Regions from separate parts of the Rattus norvegicus genome. Here region 1 is linked to region 2. The links are chromatin contacts, called in public HiChIP or PLAC-seq maps. All regions are on one chromosome and are shown on one strand. The core of a region is the stretch at or near the end of the contact, and the rest is flanking DNA. Distances in the headings are between cores, read along the strand shown. Region 1 holds the start of Has2 (hyaluronan synthase 2). Region 2 has its middle 380 kb from the start of Has2.

The links. HiChIP or PLAC-seq counts read pairs in DNA pulled down with a chosen protein or histone mark.
Region 1: a contact with region 2 is called in an H3K27ac HiChIP or PLAC-seq map of oligodendrocytes, with 11 times the contacts expected there. The contact joins the promoter of Has2 here to the enhancer-like site in region 2. A contact is called at or near these places in 7 of 12 Hi-C or Micro-C datasets (the A7r5 cell line, the Rat2 cell line, Schwann cells and 4 more) and 1 of 1 datasets of contacts at active chromatin or transcription factors (oligodendrocytes).

Annotation. Positions count from the first base shown.
Region 1 is chr7:90,027,619-90,031,053 of GRCr8, forward strand. It overlaps Has2 (hyaluronan synthase 2), which reads right to left and starts at 1,315. Exons shown (of 4, transcript NM_013153.2): 1 at 809-1,315. It overlaps LOC108351495 (a long non-coding RNA gene), which reads left to right. Exons shown (of 5, transcript XR_005487119.2): 1 at 1-607; 2 at 766-892; 3 at 1,147-1,275; 4 at 1,582-1,675; 5 at 2,064-2,240.
Region 2 is chr7:89,646,078-89,649,526 of GRCr8, forward strand. No RefSeq gene overlaps it. Among named protein-coding and RNA genes, the nearest start is that of Has2, 380 kb to the right of the region's middle. Within about 2 kb of position 1,599, at least 4 of the 93 cell types and tissues checked have an H3K27ac peak or open chromatin away from gene starts, as enhancers often do.

The DNA.
Region 1 (3,435 bases), core at 65-2,564, 380 kb after region 2:
GGCACAAGGAGGGATGCGCGCTCTCCTCTCTCCCCGAGTGGCGAATGCCACAGCCTGCGTGAGGGACCCCTTGCCCCAGAAAGGCTTTCGCAGGATGGCTGTGCCCGGATGCTCACTGCCTGACACTTAAATGGAGTTTGGAAACTGCAAACGAGTTGGAGGCCTTGGAAAAGGGGGGAGTGGCTGAACCAGGATGGTAGCGCGAAGAGGTGGCTCAGGACTTTTCCTTCCTTACGGTCTCTTCCAGCTTAATGTAGCTGGAAGCCAGGATCGTTTAACCCTTTCAGTACAAGTCCAAATTGAGCTTTTTTTTTTTATTTGTGACCCCACCCCACCCCCTGCACAGAACTGTGTCAGGGTGTTCCTGCCCACATACTGGGGGGTTTGGGGGTAGGGGGGTTAGGGGGGGTTAGGAAGGTAAGGACAGTTGTGGGATGAACTTTCCTTACACAGTGGAAATCATTGTTTTCTAACTCCGGAGTCCCTTTGACGCTCGGGAAGATGCCCAGTGGAAAAGTACACCTCGGGACCATCAGCTTTCCTTGGCCACGCCAGTTACCTGTGCGCCCAGAGAGGCAGCGGATTCCACCGAAGATAAAAACCCAGGGTATGCTACAAGACTTGATAGTGATTGGCAGTATTCCCTAATGTGCAGTCTGTTGGGGGGCGGGGGGGGGGGTTGACTTCAGACCTCAAATGTTTCTATAGAAATTAGGTATTATTTTTTAAGTTCTGTTGATAATTTCTTCTCTACCCCCGATCTAGCTAAGGCATTCAAAGTTCACCCCAAAGCGCCTGTATAACGTACCTTGTTCAGCTCCTGCTCATAGACTCGTCCTCCGCCTGTCTGTGTGGTCCCGGAGGGTCGTGGAAGGAAGTTTCCAAAATTGAGGTAATAAGAAATCAGATGAATTTGAGACGACCGGCCAAAAAAAATAAGAAATTTAAAAACAACATTTAAAAAAAAAATGGGGGGAGCCTTAAATGTTTGGTTCTCCCCTCTTTGAGAAGAAAATGCATTAATATGCTCTTTTATTATTTCCGTTGCATTTAAGTCTTCTAAATTTTTTTGTTAAATGTGCTTTAAAAATAAATTAAATTTTCCCCTGTTTTGCTATTTGCTCCAATCCCCTTCCCTCCGACAAGGCAAAGTCTCCTTTTTCCACATCAACCTAAAAGTCCGGTGAAGACTCAGCAGAGCCTAGCAAGAGCGGAATGGAGGTCTTTGGCTGGTTCAAGTCCCCGGTTCAATGGGCTGCTCAGAGCCAGGACTGGGTAATTCTTTCCAGACGCCTTGACTTCTCCTTCTTCGCTGTTGTTGCCTTTCTGCCTCCTCCAACTTAAGGGGGTCTTAACTAGTGAGCCGGTGGGTGTTTTAAAAGGACGGAGGAGGGAGTGGGGGTGAGGGGAGGGGAGGAGGGAGGTGTAGACTGGGGAACCCGGAGGGGAGGGACTGGGCGGGATGGGAGGCGGGGAGGAGTGGGGGGAGAGAGAGAAATTGGCCATTCAAAGCCCTCTCAGAGCTAGAGGCCGCTTCTAAACTCCAATGAATTCAATTAACTTGATTGTTAACGTGTGCAGAGAAACGCAGCGCACAGATGCTGACCATCGCCTGATACCTCTCCACAGGCAGTGGCCAAGAAGTGGGAAGCCCTGCTCTGTAAATATTGCTGAGGTCTGTCTGTGTGACAAGGATTCCCTCTGCTTGATAAACTCCCCGTTACAAATAAGTGATTTGTTTTAAGGCCAAACGGTTTTCTTAGGCTAAATCACTGCCCCGAGCGGGATACCGGCTGTGTGTGTGTGTGTGTGTGTGTGTGTGTGTGTGTGTGTGTGTGTGTGTGTGTTTCCGCCCGCGCTACCTGGAGCAACCCCAAACCGCCTAAGACGCTTAAAAAAGAGCGACTAGTCTGCCATTTGTTAACCCTTTCTTCCTGCCAACTCCAAACTTTCTAAGCAAATGGCAAATGTCAACGTCTCTCCCTTGCAGTTTTCGCTGTGGGTGGGCTGAGTCCTGAAATGAGGAAGAATTTTAACATTTATTTTTTTCTTATGATTCCCAGACCTGAAAACATGCAAAAGATTTTCGAAAGGAGGTTTAAACTAATGATGATAACGATAAACCTGAGAAAATGTGTACGGAAGCAGTCGCCTCTTAAGACATCTGAAATTACTTTTGCTTCTTGAAAGTCTTTTAGTTAATGTTTTCAAAATACTTTTTAAAAATTTCAATGACGCCATGACTGGACAGTTTGTTTTCTCGGTTATTTTTCTCAACCTAAGGGCATCCGCGCCCTTTTTCTTTGATCCTTGCAGTCCCCGCCCCTGCCCCCACCCAAAGCAAAAGGTAAAAAGGAAAAAAGTCCATGAAGCACTATGGACGCTAGGTGGCGCTGTTTAGGAAAAAATGAAAGCGGATTTACGCAGTAAGGCTAAAATTGAAATCTGGTAAAAATCTTAACTTGCCTTTTACTTCCTTTTCTGTTCTTCCCCACCCCCCTCCTCTCCTTTCTTTTATTTCTCTACGTGCTCTTGATGTGGACTTCGTTTGAGTTCTGCCGCATCTTGATGTCTGGGTTATGTGTTCAGGATAAGGTCCGAGTATAAATTTGGAATATAGTTAAAAGTCAGACAAAAACAGAAAAGTAGAATAAACCTCGAGTGAAGCTTGCAACACATCGGGCAGGTGTGGAGTTGAGGGACGGGAATAGGGTTGCAGAGTTTGACTGCAACTACTAGTGTCAGCCGACCCATCCCCCCACCCCCACCCCAGAGCCGGATCCGCAAAGCCAGTACCCCCCCCTCCCCTCCCCCAACATACCCAAACACTCAGCCACTTCACCTCTGAGAGGCATCACTTTGGTGACTGACTTCACGCCACTCTGGGGACACTGGCTTCCTCATTTCCCCCACAACTCTCTTGACTTCAGTCTTTGAACTCCACCTGAGAGATTCAATCAACTGTTGCAAAGATTGCCTTGGATTTCAGATCACAACTTCAGCTCACTTAATCAGACCTGAGCTTCCTGACTTTTCAGGTTCTGGGAAGCAATAAATTACTATTTTAAAGTATTACTCAACTTCTAGCCTTGACTTATAATGTAAATTAAACTGAGCTGTGGGAGAGAATCATGGGATGCCAAGTCTCTACCTGTAAACTCCCCAGTGGCCTCATAGCTCCCATTTCTAAATCTCTACATGCCCACAAGTAAAGTTACTCTAACAGTTGTGTAGCAGTGTGAAACCATCCCTGTGCTAACAGTTCAAGCAGCAGAACACCTAGTAAAATTGGATTTCTTTATTAAAGAAAAACACACTTGTTGTTTCTCCCTTGCAATTCATAACCCATAAAACAAAGTTGCATGTCCCCCAGCTGTGGGCAAGGACAAACTTTGGTTCTACATCTGTGCACATCTGCTCCCCCCTTCCTCATAG
Region 2 (3,449 bases), core at 349-2,848:
TGTGATTTTGTTGAGCTTCTTTGTATGTGGTGACCACCAGAGGGAGCCCCTGGACTGAGGGTGAGAGCAGTAAGCAGGCATGTGCTGAATCTGGCGAATTCTCCTGGGGAATCAACAAATAGGCTTTTGGACGAGCTTCAGGCAAACTTGTCCCTTTCTTTTTCTGCTATATGCACGCATATGTGTGTGCTTGCATGCCTCATGTGTGTGTGTGTGTGTGTGTGTGTGTGATATGTGCATGTATGTATGCATGTATCAGGTGGTGAGTTGAGAAGTCCAAACATTGATGCTAAATCAGAGGTTTACAGGTCTAGAAAGTCACTAGCCATAGTAATCAATGAATGTCTTCATAGAGCATAGTGCTGTGACCTAGAAACCCAGCATCATTTTCATTTATAGAAAGTGGGTTTACATACAATTCTAAGAGAGCGTATTCACACAGTGACCACTCTAACACACTATCTTCAACACATTCAGGAGAAGCAGTGAATGATGGAGCAGATTCCATTTGTGCTGTCATTGTGGAAGATGTTGTCCTGTGAGGTTAGAAATCACAAGTCAATTAAGTTTCACATCCATGGATATACTGAAGAAGTAGGTGCTGTCAACATCGATGGTGAGCTCCCAGTGGACCACGGTCATTCCAGAAAAGTAAGGAAATTCAAGCGAAGTGGTTGAAGGTTGGTGGGTAAACAGAAGATAGTGATGTGTGCAGAGGGAGGGCATCCGGGAGCAATTGGGGTAGTGAAAACAATATGATCAAACACATAAAAATATTTTAATAGAGGACAAATTTTAAATGGTATGGGTGCATAATTATCACATTTATCTTTATTTTTAAATATCCTGGTCATAATTATACAAAAGGCTTAAGTTTTCCACAAAGAAATACAAAGTAAGACTTCTCTACCAAGATTCACGAAGAAATAATGAAGAGAACTAAAACCCAGAGAAGTAAATTCAAAGGACAGGTGTTAGGTTATTTCATTCCTCAAGCCATGTTCCGTGGCGTCTTTGATATTTTGCTCAAGGTGGGTTGTAAGTTTTGTTCTGGTTTTCCCAACAGCCAGCATAATGAGTAAAATATGATTTAGTGTGTGATTTATAGGCAGGCCTAGCCACATAATTTTCTGGCCTCAGTGCAAAATGAAAATGTGGGGTCCCTTATTCAAAAAGCTGGAAAAATGCCACTCCGTGTAATAAAACATGAAACTTTTCCCTTTCTTCCACGCTCTCACTCTGGACCTGTCATGGTGCTTTTTATTTGTTATTTAATAGTACACTCCCTGGGGCAGGGGATGCTGGCTGGACGAACACAGACTCTCAGGAACTGTTAGCCTCAGCCCTGACTGGTTGACTGGCTCTGCTGTTGCTGTGTTTTTCAGACATGCACATTGTGTTTGCTATAGGGACAGGAAGTAGGTCGATCCCTCCCATGCCCTATGCTACAACCTTCAAAGAATTGCAAAGCTTGGGTTGGAACTAAGCAGGAGGTTTGCTTTCCAGACCCCACAAGTGCTGCCAGCCAACACAGAGGCCACCACTGCTGTGCTTCACCACAGGGTTCATAACTGCCAGACCTGGATCCTCCCCGAAGCGTATGTCTGTGTGCAAACCCTCCCTGGGTGTGGAGAGATCATTGGCCTGGAAAGCAGAGGACAGGCAGTGCTTGGGTGCAAAAGAGCAAGAGTCGTCATCAGTGTTGTCTGGGTGGGGTGATAAGACAAAGTTTGGCTACAGACAGAGCAACCGAACTCAAAAAGAGCAGAAGCCAGGAATTTACTCCAGTGTGCGTGCGTGCGTGCGTGCGTGCGTGCGTGCGTGCGTGCGTGTGTGTGTCTGGGGGCAGATGGAGATGTGAGCTGGGGGTCTAAACGCTCGTGCATGTCACACTGTTTTTTCACCTAAAAGTACAAATTTTAGCTGTGTATAGTAATTTATGTCTATGATCCAACACTAGGTCGGTAGAACAAAGAAGACTGCTGTAAATTTGAGGCTATCTTGATATTCACAGGATCTATATGTCAAGTTCAGGCCCAGCCAGGATGATACAGCAAGACTACATTTCAAAAACAAGCAAATGAAGATGTAATAATATAGATTTAAAGATTCACTATTTTTGTAATTTCAAACCAGTGAGTGAAGAGCATTAAATCACAAGCCTGAGGTCTTTCCGAGGGGGAAGTCCTGTAAAATTGCAGAGTGTGCATACTCGGGAAGCCAGTTCTATCTACAGGCTCTGCCAGTTCAAAACACAGCAGATATGCTGATTGCTGAAGAGACATCCATTTGGCCTGGCAATGAAAACTGAGATGTCAGATACATCTCTTCTAGGTGTCTATTTCAGGAAGATACTATGGTTGCTACAGGTCGTGAAATTGTATTTCCCATGCCTCCTTAATTCTTAAATTTATATATTAGAAGGGAAGCCTGGCTCCATGTAATGTTGTTTGAACGTAGGCTTCTTTGGATGTGGGTAGGTTGCAGGAGAACTTTCCTGAATGGGTTCATGACTTTATAACAGACACTCCCAAGTGCTGCTGTGAATAAGATGGGGATGGCAATCAATGTAGATGGATTTGCTAGTTTGCTATCCAGAAGACAGGGAGTGTATTCTGAACGGCCAAGCACCTAATATAATGAGTTTCCTGGAATTTAGAGAAGAATGGAAGATGGGGACATTTTAATTATTATCATTATATAAGCCTGTATGTACAAATACGTTTAAATACAACCCACTACGCCCATTTTATTGTTTGTGTGCATATGGTTTTAAGGTTGTCGTCACTGTATTGGACAACCAATAAAGAGGTTCATCCCTGGTTGATTTAAGCTTGAGATCTGTGTCTGATAATTTAGTCTCAATTGAATTTTGTCAGCTAAGCACTCTAAGGTTTTCTGTTGGTTATGGATACCCAATCTGTATATGATACATCTCCTTTACAACTCTACAAAATCTTTACTAGCCTACTCTGTTTTATGTGACCTGCTAGAATAGTGTCAGATTATCAAGTATTTTGGGGGCGGGACAATAATTTAGAGTTGATACTTAAAACAAAATATCTTGAACATTGACATTTCCTTGGTGATATAGTCTTACATCTTATTTTCACATAGGAAATAGGAATGCAGAATCTGATATGTACCTGAGGTATTTCTACAGCAAAAGAACTTGGCTCATAAGTGCAAACTTGCTCTTCTGCCCCATGACAACACAGAACTATGACTGCAGCACTTAGGATGAAAGAGAGGGTTTTATTCATGAAGTGGTCAGGCTTGAGTATAGCACAACACTTCCCTAGCAAGTGTATGGATTTGGGTTCTATTCCCAAGTTGTTCAGAACTCTCCTCCTCCTCCTCTTCCTCCTCCTCTTCCTCTTCCTCTTCCTCCTCCTCCTCCTCCTCTTCCTCCTCCTCCTATTTCCCCTGTTCTTCTTGTTCATGTTCTT